Regions from separate parts of the Mus musculus genome. Here region 2 is linked to region 1. A link is a contact called in public promoter capture Hi-C data. All regions are on one chromosome and are shown on one strand. Each heading gives the region's core, a stretch centred on a gene start, on an enhancer-like site or on the middle of the called end of the contact. The rest is flanking DNA. Distances are from core to core; before and after follow the strand shown. Region 1 holds the start of Lincmd1 (long intergenic non-protein coding RNA of muscle differentiation 1). Region 2 holds the start of Tram2 (translocating chain-associating membrane protein 2).

What was found. Promoter capture Hi-C pulls out the DNA fragments that hold promoters and counts their contacts.
Region 2: a promoter capture Hi-C map of stem cell-derived epiblast-like cells shows a contact between it and region 1, with 4 times the contacts expected there. The contact joins the promoter of Tram2 here to the promoter of Lincmd1 in region 1. A contact is called at or near these places in 6 of 39 promoter capture datasets (the 3T3-L1 cell line, the HPC-7 cell line, embryonic stem cells and 3 more).

Annotation. Positions count from the first base shown.
Region 1 is chr1:20,668,068-20,672,326 of GRCm38.p6, reverse strand. It overlaps Lincmd1 (long intergenic non-protein coding RNA of muscle differentiation 1), which reads right to left and starts at 2,445. Exons shown (of 3, transcript NR_131249.1): 1 at 2,326-2,445; 2 at 1,223-1,377.
Region 2 is chr1:21,076,656-21,080,914 of GRCm38.p6, reverse strand. Tram2 (translocating chain-associating membrane protein 2) reads left to right here and starts at 1,690. Exons shown (of 11, transcript NM_177409.3): 1 at 1,690-1,921. The coding sequence starts at 1,802.

The sequences.
Region 1 (4,259 bases), core at 1,196-3,695:
TCTCAAAGAAATGTCTCAAAGATGTGTTTAGACTCTAAACCTTAGAAGCTCCTTTAACAGTGAGGAAACAACCAGCCAACACACCAAAAAGAGAGGGACGTCCCATCTGGGAGGGTGCCAAGTGTTTTGACTCAAATTGTGTGCTACTTGAAATGAACCTTGGTGCCAGTGTTTATCAGTAAATTGTTCACTGGGGTTTGATGAAGACTAAGTGCGAAATGACGTAACAGGTTTTCCTGAGAAGATAGCTCAGCACAGGGTCACTGGCTCACAAACCCTCATGTGGCATTTGCAGAGAGATTATGATAATATGTAGTGTAACAATGTAACGATACAGAATAACAGCATATATCATTAACTCCAAGTCAGCTGTGCCCCACCCCTGCACTCCCTCCCTCCCAGTGCAGTCACTAAACTGAAGGAGGACTCACAGTTACTTAAAGTCTGAGGGGCAAGTCAGGAACACTGAGCTCTGGTCCAAACTTCCCAAAGAACTACATGGTTCAGGGAGTGCTTCTTAGTTTTCCAAATGTTGTAACTTCCACATTGTCTTAGTGGGGACATCTGTGGAGTCATTGAAAACTCAGCCTTCTGGGGTGATCGTTATATATATTAGATATATATTGAGATGTATCCATTACACACACACACAATTTCTGTGAATTCTTTGGAAAAAATTCAATGTGTATTTAAAACATTTTTAAGCCACCCCTAAAGGCATGCTGTAAGTTCAAGGTCACATGATGCTGAGTTCTTCTCCCCTTACTCCTAACGCCCTAAAGCTTTAGCTCTTCCTGAAGTAATGTGCCAGTCCCTTGGATGATTATGAAGAAATCTCTCCCCACAGTTGGATTCCGGAAACAGCACCTTCCCCCATCCCTGGGTATCCCAGGGCCCGTATCCTCCCATTTTGATCTTTGCTCCAAGCTCCTGCACACAGAAGCCCCACTTCAGTACCAGCCCACAAGTCAGCCACATGCACCTTCCCCACAGGTGGAGGCCGCTCTGTCAGAAACTTCCCACTCCTGCTTGTTTGAGATGCAGAAACCCGGAGCTTCACCTGCTCGCCTAGATCTGCCTTGCTGACTTCACATAACAGAAGCGGATCACCCACAGGGCTCCCCAAAAATTCACAAAGAGAAAAAGACAGCTGGATAAGGCAGGAACAGCCAGGGGACAAAGAGAGGAGACAGCAGCATGCAGAATCAGCTCAGTGACATACCTGGGGACAAGTTGCAGGCAGGTCCCTCCTCCTCTGTGGTTTTCTTGCCCCGCAGGCTTCTGCCCCCATTGAGGAGCATAGAACCTGGGTCATTATTTATTTATTTCCAGAGCTGGCAGTGTTGGCTTGCATTTCTATGGCTTCCTGTCAGAATCCTCTCAAGGAAACAGCAGCTGGTGAGCTCAGAAATGTCAGTCAGAATCTTGGCCTAGTTTGGGGCCTTGAAGATTCTTACAGAAAGTTACGAAGGTTTCTGGGCCAGTGTCTCCTTTGGGCTTTCCTTGCCTGCTTCTCACCTTTCCATCTATTTTTTCTTTCCTTTTCCTCCCCCCGGCCCCCAGTATCTAGCTGCTTAAATTGCCTGCTCCTGTCTTTCTGATGGTCCCCTCTTGGGTAAAGCTGTGGCTCTACCTGCAGCCCAGCTGAACAACCCGGTGACTTTCTGACAGTTAGGCCGCTATGCCTGTACTCATTTCTTGTTTGTCTCTTTACAGACCCCCGCCCCCATTCCTTTCTACTCTTACCTCCACAATCTCTATCCTACCAGTCACTCACAGAGAAACCAAGGTCTTTCCTTTCCTCATGTGCTCTGTCCTCTTTGACAGTCTATCATTTAGCCCTCTATGTACCATGCCTGTTTCTCTTTCATTTTTTTTTTATGACTGTCATTTGTTCAAGCTTTACCTCTGCATCTGAATTGTGATCTGTCTAAATGTGTTCTGGGTTCAGGTTTGTCTGCCTCTCCTCTCCTCTCCTCTCCTCTCCTCTCCTCTCCTCTCCTCTCCTCTCCTCTCCTCTCCTCTCCTCTCCTCTCCTCTCCTCTCCTCTCCTCTTCCTTCCTTCCCCTCATTTCCTCTCTTCCTTCTTCGCTTTCCTGTCTCATCTCCTCTCCCTGATCTCCTTCTTATTCCTCTCTTCAGGGTCTCTCTCTCTCTCTCTCTCTCTCTCTCTCTCTCTCTCTCTCTCTCTCTCCATCTCTCTCCAGGGCTTCTCTCTCCAGGCAGTCTCACACTCTGCTTTGCCTAGTCTCTGCTTTTTCCAGGCAAGCCTCTTCCCTTTTGTACTTTCCAGCCCTCTGCCCACCCCGCGTTGTGCTCTCCCACCTGTTTGTGTCTTTTAAGGACCGTGGTCATGTCCCTGCCTTCTGTCCACCTCAATCACTCCAGTGACGGGCTTCTGAAAGCTGTTAAATTATACCTCTTCAGCTGTCCCACTGCAAAGAGAAATGTCCTTTGCTAAATCCCCCTTTTAAATAGGCAAGTCCATATTAATGTTCCTATTTATAGAGTGTACTAATGCAATACACAAATTGTTTTAAAGACTCAGGATATAATTTTTAAAAAAAAGTAAGTGGATCCTCATCGCTTCGTTTGCATCCATGGATGCTACTTGAGATGCAGCTTCTTTTAGCTCATCTGAAACTCACTTTGCATATTTGTCTGATGGGTAGATACTTATTTTGAAAAATATGAGTAGCTTGGGCAGTAGACGCTCAACAGCATGTACTTGGTGAGTGCTTGCCAGACTGTAGTACACCTTATTAGACACCAGAATTGGGAAGAACTATTCCATACTCATGAGAGACATCCTGATACTTTTGGGGCTGGAACCTGCATCTAGGGAAATATATGTAATAGAACATGATTTTAGACTGATGATCCAGGGTAAGTTCTACTGGAACCCAAAGCTGGGTTTGAGATCCAGGTGGTAAGAGCTTCATGGATGACAGTGGTTTCAGTTGGGTGAGGATAGACAGAGCAGGCTTCCACACATGGATAGAGCTATGAAGAGCTCTGTTACATGGAGAAAACCTCCGGCAAAGGCACAGAGACAGGAAGTGCTGACAAGGTAGCCATTCTAGGGACACAGGCTTATGGTAGGAGATGCCAAGTCTTTAAGAGTTCCTAGAAAGCAGGCAATTTTATATGATATACCTATGAAAATATGTATGCATTGTATATGTTATATGATGAAATAATATATTATACTATAATATAAACACACACACATATATACACATATACATACATATACATATGTATATTTGGATTTGTGAGATAGGGTTTGTCTGTCTAGCCTTGACTATCCTGGAACTCATTCTGTACACCAGACTGTTCTCAAACTCAAAGATCCACCTACCTCTGTCTTTTAAGTGCTGGGATAAAAGGCATGCACCACTACCACCCAGCCACTTTATAGTTTTCAGTATGTCTGGAATGCGCAATACTGAGAATTCCTAAAGGGCAATTTTATGCTGATTTTGATTGCTCTCTTTTCCGTTTTGTTTCTAGCATGGAGTATGGCACACATCAAGCTCCCAATCAGTGCTTAAAGGTTAAGTCAGGTCAATCTACAACTTTACTACAACATGTAATCCCCATAGGCCTAAAATCTCTTTCTAACACGTCCACCCATTAGTTCTTCTGATCTTTACTCCACGTCAATAGATGAAGCTGATATTTACTTGACAACATGTCGTCTTTATGTAGGGCTACATTTAAGGCTTGAAGCTAAAAGTGAGCCTCCAGGCCTGTTGGAGGCGGATACGTCAGAGGAATGTGGGTACTGAAATTTGGGAGATGAGACATGAAAGCCACTTCAGCAGCAAGAGACTTGCTGAATGTACAGAACTCACTCGGGAGGGAGAGCTAGTCTTAGGCCTCCTGATCAATTGTCAGCTTTTTTTAATTTTTAATTTTTAAATTTTTATAAATCTCAATAGATTTTAGGGCAGAGACCCTGTCATTTTCAGTTGAAGAACCATCTTACTGTCTTATATAAATAAGGCATTTATCTCTTAATTTTTCTTTTAATGATGCAGGTTCTGGAGTGAAGATGTGAAGTCCTAGTCTAGGTTCTTCCTGAGATGTTCCTAATGAGAGCTCTTTCCCTAGGGAAAGCCAGGTGATAGGGTAAATGGAGAGCCAGTCTTAAGGATCTCAAAACATTTCCACTCATAAAGAAACATTATTTCTTCAGTGTATGAGGAAACAATGACCAGAAGGGATTTTCCCATGGCCACAGAACCAGCGTCTCT
Region 2 (4,259 bases), core at 441-2,940, 410 kb before region 1:
TTTTTCGACTGTTTTATTTATAAATGGGAGGGGTGGTGAGTTCTACTGTTTCCCATGGATTTTGGCCTCAAGTATTAAACGTTAGATTGACACCATTACATATGCGAAGGAAATTCCCACAAATCATTGACCATTAGAACATTTGTACATTGAGAGTCAAGGTGCTCCAGAGTTCTTTACAAGGCTAGGTCCGAATTTCAGAAGAGTCTTGATTGGGGAGACAGCGTAGTGAGTGATAGTCCATGCTGTGCAAATACTAGGACCTGACTTGGAATCCGCAGAACCCATGTAAAAGTTGGCCACAAGGGGCATTTCTACTGGGAGATGGGAGGAGCTAGAGGAGCAGCTAGCCTGGCCTACCTAGTGGAAAAGTCAACACAAAGAGAGACCTTGGAACAAACCAGGTGGAAGGTGAGGCCTGACACCGGAGGTCACTGGGGCGAAAATACATAAATATGTGAGCTCATGCATGTGCAGCCCCTATATGTCATAAACTGTACGCACGTGCACGCACGCACGCACGCACCGGTCTTAACTTTAAACAAAGGTTAGTCCAATATAGGCATTAATGCCCCCCGCCCCGCCCGTGGAGTTAGAAGCCCTAGGGCTGTCTGTTAAATAGTGCACAGTTTAGAATACAGGAGATAAATTTCTTTAAGGAACTTCATTCAGTTCTAGTTACCTTCAGACTGCTATTTTTGCAAACTCGTAACCGTGAAACTAATTTTAAAAAAAGAAAAGAAATTAAACAGTCCTCTGTTCATTTTGCATTTCTGTACATTTAGAAGCGATTATTTGTTCCTTCATTACTGGCAGGATTAAATCCAATATTTGCTAGTATAATTTATTTTAAAAGACCTTTTGTCCTTCCGGAAGTAATTTTGAAACTTAATATTAAATGGAAACGTTGGGTGAGGATCTTTTTTTTTTTTTTTTTTTTTTTTTATTTCTTCAGTGTTTATTCTTCCACTTCTGATCAATTAATATTGAAGGTAGTGAGCCCTGAAAAACCAATTCTGGGCAGTACCTGGCCTTTTAAGTGAAGGAGTAAAACGCGGGGTACCTGCACGCCCTTGCAAAGTAGGCTCTACTAAGGCAAGGCCTTGGGGTAGCTGCTGAAGGTTCTGAGAGGTTGAACCTACACTGTGCAATCCTTCAGACACAGGAGTAGCCATGCATTCATTTAAGATCCAGCGCAGGGCTGGGGCCAGTCCACAGGCCGGCACGAAGCTTCCCGCCCCGGGCCCTTCCTGCAGAGGAAGAAGCTGGGCGCTAGGAGTGGGATCCCGGCCCACTTCCTGTCCAGCAGCTCGGGAGCCGCTTCCTCTCAAAGCCGGAGGACAGGGCTTCCATTCCCGCGTCTCAGCGAGGTTCACGGAAGAGTGTACCCCCGGTGGAAGCCGCAAGCACCGGTAGCGAGCGCGGCACAAGGGTTAGGCGCGCCGGGCTCGCCCAGGAGGCGTGGCCGGTGGCGCTGGCCAAAGGGCTTGAGGGCGGGGCGGATGGAGGAAGGGGGTGTGGCCAGAGGCGCGCGCCTTTGCGGCCTGGGGGCGGGGCGGACGGAGGAAGGGGGTGTGGCTAGAGGCCCGCGCCTGTGCAGCCGCTGCGGGGCGAGGGCTGTGGCCGGGGGCGGTTCCGGGCGGCAGGCCGGGGCGGGGCGGGCAGAGGAAGGGGGCGGGGCCCGAAGTTGTTCCGCGCTGGGCTGCGGGGCTGGCGTGCGGACCGGGCCGGGCCGGAGAAGTTTTCGCTGGGGCTGCTGAGCGAGGGTGCGGGCCCCCGCAGGCGGTGAACGCCCGCTGCCATGGCTTTCCGTAGGAGGACGAAAAGTTACCCGCTCTTCAGCCAGGAGTTCATCATCCACAACCATGCAGACATCGGTTTCTGCTTGGTGCTCTGCGTCCTCATCGGGCTTATGTTCGAGGTGAGTAGAGCGGGGAGGGGGTGCTGCAGGGGTTGGCGGTCCTAACTCCCGTCCTCCGAGGCGCAGACAGGGATTCCCGGACCTCATCTGGGCTGGAGCGCGCCCGGCTGGGATGTCCCGCACGTTATCTGCACCTCTGGCTTTGTGCACTGTATCCACTCTGGCCTGGACCTAAGAGAGTCCAGACAGCACCCCTAACTCCTAGCTGTGCGGGCCGTGCCATGCTCTGTCGCCCCCCTTGGACACCCACCACATCCTACAACTCTATCTGAATCTCAGAAACCCATACCTGGCCTCGAACCAATTGCAGAGCTGCCTTCCTGGCCCTATGGTTGGGGTTTCCTTTCTGGCGACTTGGTGCCAATGTGGGAAACTCCTAGACCAGCTGTAATTGCACAATCCCCCCTCCTTCTCTCTAGTGGGGGCCTCCAGATCTTCTAGGCTTTTCTAGTGGAAGGGACCCTAACCCTCTCCACCTCTCTTGTGGCTTTCTGGAAGTTCTTCATCCTAACCTCTGGAGCTTGCTCCAGGTGTTCACATGTGGCCCTGGCTCCATCCCAGAGGGACCTTCTGCTACCAACCTCTCTTTAAATATGACCTAAAGGGCTAGTTTTAAGATATCCTTTGGCACTTTGAACTGTTCCTGTAGATCTGTGTGAACTGGACCCAGAGCCTCATCCCCTTTGCAGGAGCCAGTAGAGGGATACTCTCTGTGAAAGGTGATTTCCTAGTCGCTGCAGGGATGTGGGGTGGGAACAGAGAAAGGGATCCTGGATTCAGCACTGTGCTGGTGTAGGCCTCAGAGCTGTCTGTGTAAACCACTAAGGGGTCAGAATCCGAGGTCCCTACTCCAGAGTGCTGCAAAACGGTGATATTGAAAAGTGGGAAGGACTTACTATAGTATATATTGTCTCCAGAGCACCATAGGTAATAGGTGACAGTCCCATGGCTTGGGTCGCCTGGTCTTGAGAACACTCATTCCTATCCTCTCTTCTGTGTAAGTTTCCTGATCTGCATTCTACAGGGTAGTAAGAAGGTGCACCATTTAAGAGTTACTTGTCTATCCCTGCATCTACCCATATCTCCCTTATCTACCCATATCTACCCATATGTCCCTGTTACCGACTCAGGACCTATTTGGCTGAAGAACTTGTCCTCGCGCTGGGGCTGTTCTTGGGTTAGCCGGGTCTGAGCTGAATGCATGCTCGTAGCTAGGCTGTCGGGTTTGCAGGAGAGAAGCTGGGACTGGGGCTGGTGTCCACATTCTTCTGGAAATTCTGTCACTTCACTTTCTTCCTCTCCTCCACTCACATTTTCCCTCGACCTCAGTTTCCTCATCATTGAAGAAACCATTAAAACCAACCTTCCTTATGCAGTGATTTATAAAGCTTAAAGCTGAGGTTTTATCCGCAACAAAAGCCATTCTTCCAGCCAAAGAGCTAATCTGTCTCTTGCTCCTGGACCCTTGTTATTATTTAACATAGTGGCTTAATGAGAAGGCAGGGGACCTGCCCTGCTTCACGTTTGCCTCATGTCAATGTGCAGTCCTCCATTCTAAGACGCTTCTCAGTGTCATGCTCCAGTTCTTGCAGGCTAGGGCCAGATCGTCACATGTGTCAATCATAAACCTCATAGCCATGTGTTCCACAGCTGGCCAGAGCCTTGTGCTTAGCTTGTGGCTCTCTGTGGTGTCTCTAGCTTTTGTTGAGAGTTTGGGCTTTACCTGTCTTAGTGTTGTGCAAAAAGAGACGCACAGAGTTTGTACTGCCTCCTTTGTTCCCTGTCTCTAGCCTTCTGGAGTGCTTTGCTTCAGATCAGTGGTAGTCCTTGGAAACTGACAACTTCTGGGATTGTCACTCCTAGTACCTGATGCCAGAGAAAGGACTAAGGTGATGGAAAAAAAAAACAAACTAGCCATTTTCCTTTTCCTTAGGATTAGCCCTAGGGCTGTAGAAAGGACTTGGTTGAGGTGCCAACACACCCGTCTTCCTAGTTCCATCTTCTTCTGTGGTACTTTTAGCCCTATGGAACTTTGAGAGCAGATGTTTCTTTCTGAAGTTGCTTTGAGGGCTTACCAGTCAGAGCTGGTTTAGGAAGAAGGGGGCTTTCCCTTGAATCTCCAGTATCTGGAGCTGAATCTTGATCTATACTGAGTGTGTCTGTTCCTACCTACTATAGAGAGATTTTGTGGTGTGTGTGTGTGTGTGTGTGTGTGTGTGTGAGATCAGCTATCATAGAACGCTGCTATCATTACTAAATGAGAACAGAAACATCCTGGAAAATAGGGGGGTGGGAGGCACCTCAAACCTAGCCTCGGATTGACTGACTATTTCTGGGA